Linked DNA regions of Gossypium arboreum: region 1 is linked to region 2. The links are chromatin contacts, called in public Hi-C maps. All regions are on one chromosome and are shown on one strand. The core of a region is the stretch at or near the end of the contact, and the rest is flanking DNA. Distances in the headings are between cores, read along the strand shown.

Evidence for each region. Hi-C and Micro-C count contacts between places; a contact is called where the count stands out from the background.
Region 1: a contact with region 2 is called in a Hi-C map of leaf, with 3 times the contacts expected there. The contact joins the enhancer-like site here to the promoter of LOC108467150 in region 2. A contact is called at or near these places in 2 of 5 Hi-C or Micro-C datasets (both in leaf).

Annotation. Positions count from the first base shown.
Region 1 is chr2:6,084,472-6,088,684 of ASM2569848v2, forward strand. No RefSeq gene overlaps it. Among protein-coding and RNA genes, the nearest start is that of LOC108467150, 48 kb to the left of the region's middle. Within about 2 kb of position 1,325, at least 2 of the 2 cell types and tissues checked have an H3K27ac peak or open chromatin away from gene starts, as enhancers often do. A contact at or near this core is called in leaf, where this site is marked.
Region 2 is chr2:6,035,704-6,040,261 of ASM2569848v2, forward strand. It overlaps LOC108467150 (histone H3.3), which reads right to left and starts at 2,595. Exons shown (of 5, transcript XM_053023965.1): 1 at 2,285-2,595; 2 at 1,815-1,888; 3 at 1,640-1,716; 4 at 1,454-1,544; 5 at 939-1,362. The coding sequence starts at 1,886. The coding sequence ends at 1,192.

The DNA.
Region 1 (4,213 bases), core at 75-2,574, 47 kb after region 2:
TTTGTTGTTATTGTTTAGATATTGTGTAACTCTTGTTTTATTGTTAATTTTGATACTATTTTAGAGACATTTGTTTACTAAGTTGCAACTATCTTAGTGTTATTTAAGTATTTCAACTTTTTTAAATGTATTTTCAATTTGTTAAGAAACAATTATTTTAACATTTTTAGTGTATTTATATATTATATTTTTAAAATTATTTTATATAAAAATAATCTAAAAAATTAATCTGGCGAACCAAATCATGCACAAATTTAACATTTTTAATCTAAATCGGGATTAGATAAAAATTTATGTTCATACACAATATTAATGGAAATGGAGAAAAATGAGAGGATTTAAAATTATATTTTAAGAATATTTTATGGGGGTTGAATCTTAAATCGAGTTATTATAGATATTTTATAATTGTATTACACTTCATTAACCGACAAAGGTTACGATCATGCCTTATTTGGCCTTGTGTTTAGGTTTTCTACTCATCTTCTTTGTTTTGGTATATGATTGATTTTACTTTGATTTCTTTTTCTTTTTCTTTTTATCTCTTTTGTATGAAACTAACGATTTATTTGTTGAAAAATGAAATTATTTTCAGCATATTACACGTGTGCAAACGATTGGACGAAAACTGGTCAATGATAAATGTCGGAATCCGCACGTTTAACACAATTGTGAAAAGTAGGAAGCATTTGACTAGGATTGTCTTGCAGATTATTTCAAATTCAACGAAATTGGCTGTAATCTTTTTGGGAATTTTGAACCCACTTTATAATACAAACATTTTTGTCTCGTGAATCCGTACATACATTATTTACATGCGACTCGAATCTAAATACTTTTGATCATCATATCATCACAAACCATTCTTTTAATATGAATTAATACGTAATTAAAAAGCACAATAAAATATAAACTTTTAAAATAGATATACGGTGTGAGTTATAATAATTGAATGTAAATGGTGGATGAAAAGTCAACATTCATGATATGCATGAAAAATGGAGAAAGACGTGAGCATAAACAAAAGACAACACCTACCTAAAACCTAATTTTGTGTTTCTTGGAAGAAATTGAAACACCCATAATCAAAAGGATAAATATATTGATTCAAGCTTTGTTAATTGCAAAAACATTCAATTCAATCCCCTTGATTCTGTAACAATAAAAAAAGAAACAATTAATTCACTCTTCCAATAACAAATCTCATACTTGATGAATGGGTAAGAAAATCCTTATCATTCTTCCCTTTGAAACGAAGCAACTTTGACCAAAATCCTTTCTTCTTCTTCCCCCCATTGTTAATAACTTCATCATCGTTTCTTGCAATAAAAGCAACCGATCTACTCTTCTTCAAGCCATTCGTATCAACGTTTACCGTGAAAGAAGAAGAACCCCATCGGTTTTCAACCGGAGAAAAAGATGACGACGAAGCGATTCTTAAGCTAGAATCTTTATATGAAGAAGATGAAGAACAAAGACGAGATAATCTTTCCCTTAAACATGATGGACAAACCCCTTGATTTTCTTGGTGATCTGGGTGCTTGTTGCATTTATAGCTTGATTTAGAGAACCCCATAATAATCTTTTTTTTTTTTTTGGAGTTTTTCGACTGTTGATGTCTTTTGGTTTGGTTTGGGTGGATATATATATAGACAACTTAGGGGTGGGAAACAAATTTCCTGTCGGTTTCCCAGAAAGTTCGTTCTATAAAGAAAACAGGGTTGGATTTCAGGTGGGTGAGTTAGGATAACAAATGTTTGTTTTATCGCCGTTGGATCAGTGTGGAGATCGTGTACATTGAAATGTTTGCAGTAGGCCGTGACGTTAGCTTTTACAATCCCCACACGTGCATTGAGAAATAAAAAATAGAAAAACTTAATATTAAAAAACAGCCATATGAAAAACACAGGTGTTGATGGTTACCGCTAGGCTAAACTAAAATTTTAAGCTTCTGCGTTAAGTTTTGGCCTGATTCGGGTTGAAAAATACGTATAGAATTTTGTTTAAATTTGATTCAAATAAAAATGTTAAAATTTAAGTTTGATTCGTTTTATTAAATTTTTATTTTGACATACATTATTCATAAATCAGATATTCATGTGTAGGAGTTTAATTTAAAATTAAATTTGTAGGTTAAAATATGTTTCAAGTACATGTATTTTTCATATATTTAAAATTTATTCTTTCTATATTTATAGGAATTTAATTTTTTATTTTCCGGCTTTAAAATTCATGTCCAATTGACAAATTTATTTTGCTAAATTCATAGATGCGACACTTTGGAATAACAAAATACTGCCTTGTAGTGTAATAATAATAATAATAATTTACATTGTAATGATCTTAAATTTAATAAAAAATAATGTTAATAATTAAACTTATATTTTTAAATTCTATAAATATAAAGAATAAATTACTCGAAATAAAAATAAAAATATTAAACAACATGTCTTAAATATATAGTAGAATATTAGTAACATAATATTACAAAAACACTTGAGAAAGTAAGAACATGTTACTAGTATAGAATATTTTTCTTTTAACCAACACAACAATTAGTTTTTTATTGTATATTTGATGGAAATTCTTTTCTTCCCGCAAGAGGAAAAAATTAGGATTTTGTTTATTTGTATTCGTAGATGAGCGTAAGACGTTACGTAATATGTATACATAACTAAAAAAGTTTAACTTTCTCATAATCCATGTAATCTTTGTGTATTTAAACTTTACCCACTCTACTATTTTTATTTGGTATATAATTATAGGTGTTTTCATTTGTTTTACGATCTAAGCATAATCCTATTCAGGTTGTTTTACGATCTAAGCATAATCCTGTTCAGGTTGAGAGTAATATTTAGGTAAAACCTTCTCAACAATGATAACTCCAGAATACGAATTTGGTTCAAGGAAGAAGTCTACTTCCACTTCATCCAACCACTTACTAGTAGTCACTCTACTATTTTGATTTAATAATTAGAGTCCAATGGACAACACTATAATAAAAATAACTTTATTAAATTGAATCATGTATCGACTTTTACTCTACTTCTATCAAACAATTTTAAAGAATTTTACAACTCTAAATTTAGAATCGAAAACTTTATAATCCTAAACTCTACATTTTTATTTGCTAATGTAGCCATCTATGCATGTAGTTTTGGCTACGAAACTATTTTTTATTTTAAAAATGTCACATATTCTAATTTAATAAAATTCCTTTGATTGATGTCATCAATTGGAATCTAATTATTAAATTAAAACAGTAGAGAAACTAAATTCTCAATATTAAAAATAGATAGATAAAATTTCAAATGTGCAAAGGATAAAGGTACCAAAAGCATAATTGAACCAATTAAAAGTATATTGGGTGGTGGCTTCTACAACGAAGCTATTAATATGAGTTGTGAAGCGTTGCCATACATATTGTTTAGGGCTACTTTTGTTGGAAAAAAAAATCTAGTTTAAAAATTATTTTCTATCACAACCGAAAATTAAAAATTTGAAAATCGAGTTGACTTGTGATGTTTATAACAATAATTATTTTTTATACGTATAAATAGATGTTCTTAACTTTCCACTAAACGACCTTCTTTGCTATTCTCGTATCATAAATCGTTTCGAGTGTGAGTTCTAATAATTACAAATCAAACACAGAACCAAAAATAATTTCTTATTTTCAGTATGAAAGTAATTCTCTCTCAATAGAGTAGAATTGTTATTCTTAGAAAATAAAATTTATAAGTAAAAAATAAATTTCTCACTATTTTCTGGTAGAATAACAATATCTCAAAGTTGTGAATTTTTAACTCTACTAGTGCCATCTATTTATAGAGAAAGATAAAAGAATCTTGGTTAAATTAGTAGAAAATAAATAATACTTATTTGATAGAAAAGTTCGTCCCCTAGTTTAACTAGGAGAAGGGGGCGACACACCCTAGTTAAATATATTAGGGTTCTTGTCCCTCATATGTGTTATGAGGGGTTTTTGGTTATTTCCCATATTAGGTCAAATTATATGTGCTTCTTAAACTTTTAACTCAATACTTTATAATTTAATCCAATCCAATACATGCTTTTCAATTTCCCAAAATAAATATTATTCATAAATTTTAATTTAATTAGATAAAATAAATTTTCAATTAAATATTTTCTCTACCCAATTCTAATTTCGTTAAAATTATAGCAACTTTATTGTAAAAGAATTTATGAGAAA
Region 2 (4,558 bases), core at 1,345-3,844:
TTAGGTTAGCTTGAGACTATCCAAGATACCCTAAAGTTCGGCATCAATTACTAAACACTTTTCTAAATAACAGTTATAGCCAAGACACCCATTCCCATTCTCATCACAAATTACTCCCCCGAGAACTACATTACCTAATTAATTTCCTTCCAAGGCTCATTGCGCTAAATTTGTTTTAGAAATAATGACCTATTCACGTTACAATTTAATAAAAAAAATTTAATTAACCATTTAATTACTCGTTTCTTTAATTTTAGAAGTTAAGTTTTTTATCAAAACATCTTAAAATGACTGAAATTTTTAACACTCTGAATCTCAACATTTGAAATTAATTAATTTTTAATATTTTGAAATATTATTTATTTTACAATTTTTAAAATAATTCTAAGAATTTTCAATATTTTAAAAATAACTAGTTGTTGATGTTATAGTTTCAACTTTAATTTTCGAATAATTTGAAAAAGATACAAATATAAATATTTAAAAATAAATAAATTAATTTGAAAGCTAAAATGATTTTTTTCCAAAGTTGGCCTAAATAAGTAATTATACATTTTTCTAATATCTCAAATTATTAAATAAGAAGTATCTTAGGTAAATATAGAATCAAATTCAAATTCTTGGAACCAAAAATTTCACCTTAAATGCCACTTGTAAGCACAAAACATCTTGAGCCTCTTAACAAAAGCACCAATATCATTTCTTTATTTTACGCTGACCACAGTAATAAGATACGCTGAAAAACACGCGTCCCACTTTTCCCATGGACACATTTTCATTACCGACCTGGTTCAATCGCTCTTTCCGGCAGGTTTACAAATTTAAGCCCATAAATTTAAACATGCCCCCTCCAAAATATTCTCTTCACGGGCTGATTCCACAACACGACTAAACAAGATTTGCTTTTCAATATATGAATAAATATTCGAAGTCACTAGTTTTGATCAGGAAGCACATTTAAACAAACTATACCAGACATGAGTTCTTAACCATTAAAATATCAGACATCACACTCTCCACCATAACCCCATTTCATCATAACATTGAACCTCAGCACTAAGATAAACCTATCTTTTAATATTGGCCTAAAAGAGGAATAAAATTAAACATAAAAAAAAATAGTACAATACATCTGCTTAACAACAAACAATAGTTTCTCCATTCTAAGTAAGTGATCAACACACTTGGAAATTAAGCACGCTCGCCCCTGATCCTACGAGCCAACTGGATGTCCTTGGGCATTATAGTAACACGCTTGGCGTGGATCGCACACAGGTTGGTGTCTTCAAAGAGACCCACAAGGTATGCTTCTGCAGCTTCCTGAAGAGCAAGAACGGCATGGCTCTGGAAACGCAAATCAGTCTGCAAACAAAGATCATATCAATGATTGTCAACCAAAAGACAATACCATCAATTGCCAAGGAATTGACACAATAATAGAGATATTCCGTACCTTGAAGTCCTGGGCAATTTCACGAACAAGCCTCTGGAAAGGCAATTTCCTGATAAGAAGCTCAGTACTCTTCTGGTACTTTCGAATTTCACTGTAAAAATGAATTACAATATGTTAAAAACCCATAAAACGAAACACCCACACTCATAAGAACAAGAACAATGTTTAGAAAATATGAAAGAATACCGAAGAGCAACAGTTCCAGGACGGTAGCGATGAGGCTTCTTCACACCACCGGTGGTTGGGGCAGATTTACGGGCAGCCTGTTATACAACAGAGATATTTCAGAAGTTAATTACAGAACAAGAAAGCTCAAATTTGGTAAACCGTATAATGTTTTGAATGCAATACAATGAATCACCTTGGTAGCAAGTTGCTTCCTTGGAGCCTTCCCACCAGTCGACTTACGCGCAGTTTGCTTGGTACGGGCCATCTCTGCAAAGATATGAATAATTTCAGAAGACAATTAAAAAATATAAAACTAGTTACATTTTCTCATGAACTACCAAACATAACACAGAAAAGCCAGATCTTAGATAATTACTGTATAATTCCCAAAAGCCCTAATTTTCAAACTAGAAAACTTCTAAGCCAAAAAAGAAAATCAGAATAATAATTAAAACAGAAGTCGAAGGTCCTAAATGAACTCAGAACAGAATAAGAGTGCCCTAATTATAAATAAATTCAACCTTACCTCCCCTATTTCCCTAATTCAACTTACACAACATGAAGTACAAAAACAAAATAGAAGAATCAGAATTCACAAACCCTAATTTATTATAAAAATAAACAAATAAATAAAAGCTAAGAGAGCGAGAGAAGGTGACTAACTCTGAGATCTAAGACAAACGCTTTGTTATCTTCTGGATCAAACGTTCGAAAAGTGATGCAATTGAGAGCTATTTGTAGAAGGTTGCGGGGGTTGTTAATGAAGTTGATCTAACGGTTAGTATTTACTATCCGTGTGTTTCTTTTGTATGAAATCTGACGGTAAAAACTGCCACAAGTTGTGTTTTCTGAGAGGAGAAGGACGGTTGGGATTAGATTATAGAGGGAAGACACGGATCGTGATGGTTGAGTGCTTGATTCTTATTGGTCGACGAAAAGTTCTTTTTAGCTCTAATGTTTTATGTTTGGGAAAGGTTACGAAGATGTTATGAGAATTTAACACAAAATTAAAAGTAGAAAATTTTGATTTGTCACTGATGAATTTAGCATTTGCTTAAGAATAGGTCAATGTAATTGTCAAGGATGGGATTCGAATGGTAAAAACTACTTTTTCAGTCCATCTCAATTTCAATAATTAGCAAGTTAGTCATTCTTAAAAAATTAAAATTTCAAAACTTAAAAGAGCATAACAAAGCACATTGAAAATTAAAATGCTCTCAACTTCGCAAATTTTCGGCAATGTTGGGGAGGGTGACACTCACTCCAACGGTGATCGTAACACCCAAAAAGTGAGATTTAAAGAGTCTGTTGTTGACGATGAAAATTCTATGGCTGTGGATCCCGTGCCACAACAGATCGTGTAGTGGAAAGACAAATTACTAGGGAAACAAGATGATGTCACTAACTCAGTTCGGGCAGTGCCTTCTACCGCGAATGAAAATGAATTCGAGTTACTTGAAGGAGACATTAATGCATCAATCATTGATGGGATTCCTGCGATTGAGTTTTCGGATCGGGTCAAGGAAATCATTTTCAAATAAATGGAGTTGACAGTCATCGTTAAACTCCTAGGGCGAAACATTGGCTATAACACCATTTATAATTGCATTCTTTTTTTTTTGGAAGCTTGTGAATTCTATTCGGTTAATGGATATCGCTAACGGATATTTTTTTGTGAAATTTCAGGATCTTAGATATTACAACAAAACTCTTTCACAGGGTCCGTGGACAGTTTATGGCTAGTACCTGACCGTACAACCTTGGTCTAAGCATTTCAATCCAATGTAACCTTACCCGAGTATGGTGCTAACATGGATTCGATTGTCGAATCTCCCGAGCAATTTGTATAAACGGAAAATCATTGAGGCTATCGGAGGCCTTATTGGAAAGGTGGTTAAACTGGATTTACAAACTGAAAATCAGACCAGAGGCCGTTTTGCAAGATTAGCAGGTTATATCAATCTAGATAGGCCACTGATTTCACAAATATATGTTGACAGAGTTACTCAACGAGTCGAATATGAGGCCCTTCCGATTGTGTGTTTTGTGTGTGGCAAATACGGACATGTTAAAGATTTGTGTACTTCGGCTATGGCGAACCAAAAATTTGCGAATTTGGCGAACTCGGCAAATAATTCTCCCGAGTAGTCAACAGCCATGGAGGGATCTTTTCTGGCGGGGTGCTTGAACGAGGAAAAACCTGTATCAGTCACCAACCTGAATTTCGGGCCATGGATGCTGATGGAAATGAGGTCTTCTCGGCGAGAAAAGTGGGGAAACAAAACGGAGGCTCCGGCGAATCAGAATAAAGTCGCTATTGGTTTCAGATTTTCGGTGCTGTTAGAGGATGAAAATTTGGGAGTGAAATCGGGACAGTCTGCAGAGAGGATTTTTGGGAATGATCTAGGGGATAAGATGGCAGACAAGGCAAGGAGTAGGGATTTTAGGGATTTTATTGAAGTGGATTAATCGGCTAGTGAGCCAGGTCAAAGAGACTTGATGGATTTGGGTTTTTCTAATAGGCCCATCGGGAAGGAAATAACGAGCAAAAATGGGTAGAAAAATTTGGGCCAAAATTACAAAAAATCTTTAGACAAGAGCCTAGGAAAAAGGCCAATAGGAGTAAGCGGATTAGGGGAAAATAACAGGAAGGCTTTTGGAAATTTTTCTAATTCTAATTTGGTTATTTCTAATGGCGCAGGAACAAAAAAGGTGGATATACCAAAAAACATTTATTTGGAATGCGCAATTTCTCAAGGCAATTTGGTTTCTAACGTACAAGAAAACAATGAAGCTGAGGATTTAGAAAATATTAAAGCTTATTATAATCTGATTTTTGACGAATCCGAGGTTTTTATCGTCCCTATATCTGATAATACCCTTGATCCAGGTAAGCACTCTGCTTTTAGTTTTAATAAAAAATTTTATTTATCTATA